Regions from separate parts of the Hordeum vulgare genome. Here region 1 is linked to region 2. The links are chromatin contacts, called in public Hi-C maps. All regions are on one chromosome and are shown on one strand. Each heading gives the region's core, a stretch centred on a gene start, on an enhancer-like site or on the middle of the called end of the contact. The rest is flanking DNA. Distances are from core to core; before and after follow the strand shown.

What was found. Hi-C and Micro-C count contacts between places; a contact is called where the count stands out from the background.
Region 1: a contact with region 2 is called in a Hi-C map of seedling, with 3 times the contacts expected there. The contact joins the promoter of LOC123443612 here to the promoter of LOC123443610 in region 2. A contact is called at or near these places in 3 of 6 Hi-C or Micro-C datasets (leaf and seedling) and 1 of 1 datasets of contacts at active chromatin or transcription factors (embryo).

Annotation. Positions count from the first base shown.
Region 1 is chr3H:249,139,726-249,142,576 of MorexV3_pseudomolecules_assembly, forward strand. It overlaps LOC123443612 (nodal modulator 1), which reads left to right and starts at 1,520. Exons shown (of 27, transcript XM_045120076.1): 1 at 1,520-1,668; 2 at 1,755-1,820. The coding sequence starts at 1,576.
Region 2 is chr3H:248,835,075-248,838,003 of MorexV3_pseudomolecules_assembly, forward strand. LOC123443610 (mitochondrial uncoupling protein 1-like) reads right to left here and starts at 1,444. Exons shown (of 8, transcript XM_045120074.1): 1 at 1,169-1,444; 2 at 598-804; 3 at 423-492; 4 at 148-278; 5 at 1-56. The coding sequence starts at 1,234.

The DNA.
Region 1 (2,851 bases), core at 270-2,769, 300 kb after region 2:
AAACTGGATAATTGTTTCAGGAAAACAGTCCTGAAGCTGGGGCTCCTCACTTGTCCACGTCGCGCCTCCGTCTCGGTCCTGACGACCTCGCCCACTGTCTGCCTGGTGCCGTGTAGCCCTTGTCGGAGGTGTAGCTGTTGCCATGGCCACCCCGATCTGCTCCACCTCGTCGCCGCCCTGAGGCCCCGCCGCCGCCCAGATCCGACGGGATCCGGTAGCCGTCGCACGGTCTTGTCCGCGCCGTCGTCCGACCTCCTTCCCTGGCCTCCTCCCGGCCCCGCCGGCGAGTTCCCGCAGCCGCCATGGCCTCCTACACGAGCTAGTAGAAGGAGGAGCTCCTCCCGCATCGCGCCCTCTAGCCGAATGGGCCACATCGCCCGCCACGGCCCTTCACCGCGTGCTAGTCAGATCGCCTCGCCTCCCACGGCTAGGGGGCTAGCCGCCCGCCGCCCTGTGCCGCTGGAGCGCCACTACATCCCAGCCCGCTCGCGGCCCCGTCGCCCTCCGTCGCCGGCCTGCCCGTGGAGAAATGGAAGGGGTTCGTCTCCAATAGAATTCGCAACTGAGTTTCTGAAACATGCCTTTGTTGCAAAAATTTCTCCTGCGACAATACCTATGTTGCAGAAAGACGAATATTTTTTTTCTGCAATAAAGCGATTGTTTCTGAAACTGAAACTCGAGCATTGTTTCACAAATTAATGGGTCCAAAGTTTATTTTTTGCAACAAAAGCGATTCTTTCTGCAACTCGACCGTCGTTTCAGGAATTATTGGGTGCCCGACCGGAGCCCCGCGTGCGAGGATCGGACGGCTATGCGCGTAGATCGGACGGTCGTCCAGGTGACGGATGTTTACTAAACATACGCCGGTGGATGCGTAGCAGCCCAGTTATTATTATTATTAAAAAATTGGATAGAGAATAATCCTGAGGCGTATGCAAGCCGTACGTGCGTACCTAGGCTAAGACTGCTAGCACGAGTTTGAGGGTTGTGCAAACAAACTTGTGGTTTGATGGTTAGAGGGACAGTGGTATCCCGAGCCCATCAAGATTCAAGTCCTGGTGCTTGCATTATTCCTGAATTTATTTCAGGATTCCCGGCGGTAAGCTTTTAGTGGGAGGAGACATTTCCGTCGACGACGAGACGCCTACGTTGACTTCTAAAATCTCAAGATGATATGGCGACTGTGTCTATCAGATGTGCTTGTAGGGGTAGGGTGTGTGTGCGTTCATAGGAGTGAGTGTATACGCGTGTATGTGAGCGTACGTTCATAGGGTGAGTGTATGCATAGGGTGAGTGTATGCACGTGTATGTGATCGCCTGCGTCTGTACTATGTTAAAAAAAGAGAGTTCCAGGACTGTATTGTGTTGGTATTATCAACTTCAGGGACCGTATTGGATTAGTTTCAGATTTTAGGGACCGTTTTGGTCCTTGTCAGCAAATTCAGGGACGGTTGATGAATTTTACTCCAGGATCAAGTCGCAACTCCAATGCTATTACTACACCCACCCCACGCCCCCCGCACATCTCAAACTCGTCATCTCCCTGTCATGCTCTGCTCTTACTAGATCCGATCTATGGACCCCGTCCTCCCCGTCCTCCTCCTCCTTTCCCTCGCCGCTTTCTCCGCTGCCTCCGACGAGATCGACGGATGCGGCGGCTTCGTCGAAGTATTCCTCGTGTTACTCGCTAAGCTTCAGTCTCGGCTTGGCTTGGCTTGATTCTAATGCATTTTCCGGTTGGGCTCTTGGTGCAGGCGAGCTCGGGCCTGGCCAAATCGAGGAGGGCGTCAGAGTCCAAGTTCGACTACTCTGACATAACGGTATTTGATACATGCTGCACTCTAATTATTTCGTAAATTATCGTTGCGTTCTACTCTCTCCGTTCCTAAATACGGAGTATAAGTCTTTTAAGAAATTTCACTAAAGACTACACACGGAACAAAATAAATGAATCTACACTCTAATATATGTCTACTCCCTCCGTTCCTAAATAGGAGTATAAGTCTTTCTAGAGGTTCAACTAATGGACTACATACGGATGTATATAGACATACTTTAGAGTATAGATTCATTCATTTTGCTCCGTATGTAGACATCTAGTGAAATATCTTAAAAGACTTATATTTAGGTACGGAGGGAGTAGTTCGTAGTGAAATCTCTTAAAAGACTTATACTTAGGAACCGAGGGAGTACTTGTTGTCTATCAAGTTGCCTCACTCTAATGTGAGGGAGTTGCTGCACCCCCCTCTCTCTGGCATAACGGTATGCGATTTACGTTGCTGCACTTGATCAAGCCTCTGCTAGTTGTTCATGAGTGCTTCAACAGGGATACGTTTTGTTGTTTGAGATAGTTCACTCGAACTGATAACTTGTGGATTTTTCTAGTTGCTGGATGCCACTGGTTCCAGACTTCCAGTGCTTTGCTAGTTTGGGCCAATTATTTATAATTCCAAATTGCTGTTGCTTTGTGCAATGGGGCTACCTGCTACTGGTTGCTATCAATTGGATTAAACTACTATTTCTTTCTTCCCATGGTGAAATTAAAACTGGGTCCCGGAGAATTATAACGCTAATATTTCAATGCCTGCGACTATATGTATGTTGTATTTTGTTGCTGCTACTGAGTTCCATGCATTTGCAAAGCGCACAAGTAGAAAATGTTGGAGGTGTTAGAAACTCTGTCAACAATAGTTGTACTCATGATTGACGGGTTCAGTTGTAATCATAATAGTGGGTTTATATTCTTTATATTCTCTGTCATTCATTATTTTTGAGCTAATTTAATCTGTTTCCCCAAGGAATTTTCTAACACTAACGTACCCAGTGTCATGTTATCATACTACATCAGTGA
Region 2 (2,929 bases), core at 194-2,693:
AAAGCATTTCGTGCCATATTAGGACCAAGGCCAGTCCACAAAGCTCCAATACCTTCCTAGAAAAATAACAAGCTTACAGACCATGGTCGAGAGGAATAATCTTGTAACTTTTTACTGCTCGTTGTCATGATGAATCATAGCAGCAACCTGTCTGACTATGGTGGCATACGCATTAAGGGCTCCAGAATAGTGCTTCTTGACGGCAGTAGATTTTCCATCTGCTTGCAATCTCACTTTGACAAGATCCATTGGATTTGCGACAGCAATCGCTATGACACCTATGCACACATAGTTAATTCGTTCAGTGTGTGTTTCGTTATCCACATTAACCTAGCACGACCCTTTACAATGGACCAGGGTAGTGTGGCAATGTTATGAGAAAAGTAGAGTTTTTCCAGTGAATAGAGGCTGGGAATGCTTACCAGTTGTAAGAGCAGCAAGAATCTTGTTCAATAAAGTGGCATCACCTACAAAAACAAATAAGGCTTTGACCTGCAATGCGCAGAAAGAGTAATCCTGTCAGGCGGTTGGTCACTCTGAACTGAAGAAGGGAAATGCACTGCAACTGCAAGGTGAAATGGAAGGAGCAGCACAGACAGGCTCATACAAGCCGACACGGAGGCCGCCATAGAGGCACTGGCGGTGAAAGCCAGGGACAATGCCCTTCCAAAGTGCGGTGACGCCTTCCTCCCTTGCAATCAACATCATTGTGCCCAGCATTCCTCCTGTAGCTGCAGGCCCAGCAGCTGTTTTCTTTTGCAGCTGAAGACGCACCTTGGCTGTGTCCAGAGGAATGGTGCACACCTGATCGAATCAATCACACCAACAATCTCAAGTGTTATGATCAATATATAACGAGTTTGAGACTCTGAGTAATCATCGTATCATATCCAGGTAAGGAGAGGTAAGGCAACGAAGAAACCCTAGGCCGCCATAGCTCTAGTTTAGTGCAGCAGCTCAGCTGATAAAATGGAATGGTTCTCTAGTCTCTCCTACTCAGGTCTTGTTGCTTGTTTTTTATGGCACAAGAAACAGACAAGTATACCAGTAGTGTTGTATGGAGGCTGGAAGTGTTATCCAAAAAGCTTCCCGATCCCCAATACATGCGATGTGCTTGGCAGCGGCACAGCCAGGATAGAGCAAGAGATACAGAAATGCTGTGGTGTACCTCAGCGAAGCAGGAGGCGATGGCGCTGCTGATGAAGACGGCTGCGAATGATGAGGCTATCGCCATTTAATCCCCGGGGAAGCGGCGGAAGCTGTGGTTCGGTTGATGGCGAGCAGAGGGAAAGAGGGGTAGAAGTAAGCTCCGAGTAGGCTGCTGATCTAGTCCATATTTCAGATCTGGATTCAGATCTCAGGGTCTTGTTTCCAGGCTTCGTCGGCTGCTCAGGCCGGGACGGCTACAGTAAACTCTGGCAAATTATGCATATTTGCACCGTGTGAAATCATTTTATGGACCGTAGAAGTTGTACGTCATCAGCTAGCACAAAACAATAGTTAAGGCTTGGAGCCCCTGGCTGGTGACAAACCCTAACCCTTGTAGCCGTCTTCCTCCCTCCTTCCTCTTCGTTCCCCGCTATCATCCAAGAAGGTGGCAGCGAGGTTTCTATTGCCCTGCGTCATTTCGTGAAGTTTCGAAAACGGAGACGGCAGCCCTGGGTGTGAATGCCGCGTCGACCTCTTGTAACGGGTGGCGCGGCCGATGTTGGCTGGTCACGAGGACATGACTACATTGGATATTATTACAATCATTGCATATGCGTATTTATTTAAGGTGATTTCTGATAAAAGTCATGCAATAATTTACTTATGTTATCCGGAACAAAAATACTTCACCTGTTTTTATTTTATGCCTAAATGCAGAATGATCGAACACTTGTATGAATCACGTGTGATGACAAGGGAAGAGAAAATGGTTGGGTGCTATTCAATAGATCCTCTCATGTCAAAGGAAATAATTAGTTGTTGTTCAAAAAGTTCTCTCACGTCACTTTTAGCCCAAGAGAAGATAGAGTCCAAGTCTTGCACGTTTTGGACTCAGATCCGGACTGCACATACATGTCTGTACCAAAATGCCAAAAACTTTTACATCCGCACTCCGAATTGGGTGATTCTTTTTGGGTTGCAAAGTAGATTTTTTGTGCTTTCAGACCCAAATGGAATCACCTTCAAATTCGTCCAGAGCATGGAGATATCGACCAAACAATATGACGTTGCACCAGAATCCGAGTTAAACAACAAGTCCAAAGATGTTGCACCACCTCCACTTGGGCCCATAGGCCTTGTACGACCTAGGGTTAGTTTTAGGCTGCCTTGGGACGTCCTCCCACCTCCTTGGTTGCCACCCCTTGCTCCTATATAAGTAGGTCAACCTAGGAGCTTTTTGCATGGGATTTGTTTAGTTAAAAGTTAACCATTGCAACTTCGTGTACTTCGTTTATGTCCAACGACCAGACGAAGACCGCTTTCGGATCCCCACACTTATCAATACTTCATCTATATTCGCAATATTCAGATTGCAATATCATATTCTTGTTTGTTCTTCGATTACTTGCAGGAATAGAACTTCGTGGTCAGGTTGATCGTGCTCTGACGTGGTCAATAACCTCTTGGAGATTGGTTTAGCGATTGCTAAGGCGCAACGTCGTGCACATTTGTAGTCGGATCGTCAAAGTCATCTCCACCAAATCAATAGCCACCATCTCATTGAAAAATCGGGACCCTCGCATCTATCAACTGGCCCAACCAGTCGCAAGGGCGGCGGTGGCTCTTCGAGCTACGGTATGCTCCGGCGTTTGCTCCAGATCTGGATCACAGCGCTCCGTCTCGTCTCCATCCCTACTCGACGGCTGTGGACCCGGCTACCTTTCGATCGCTATAAAGTTGGCTTCTGGGCGTGGTGGGGAAGGCCTAGGATGGGGAAACA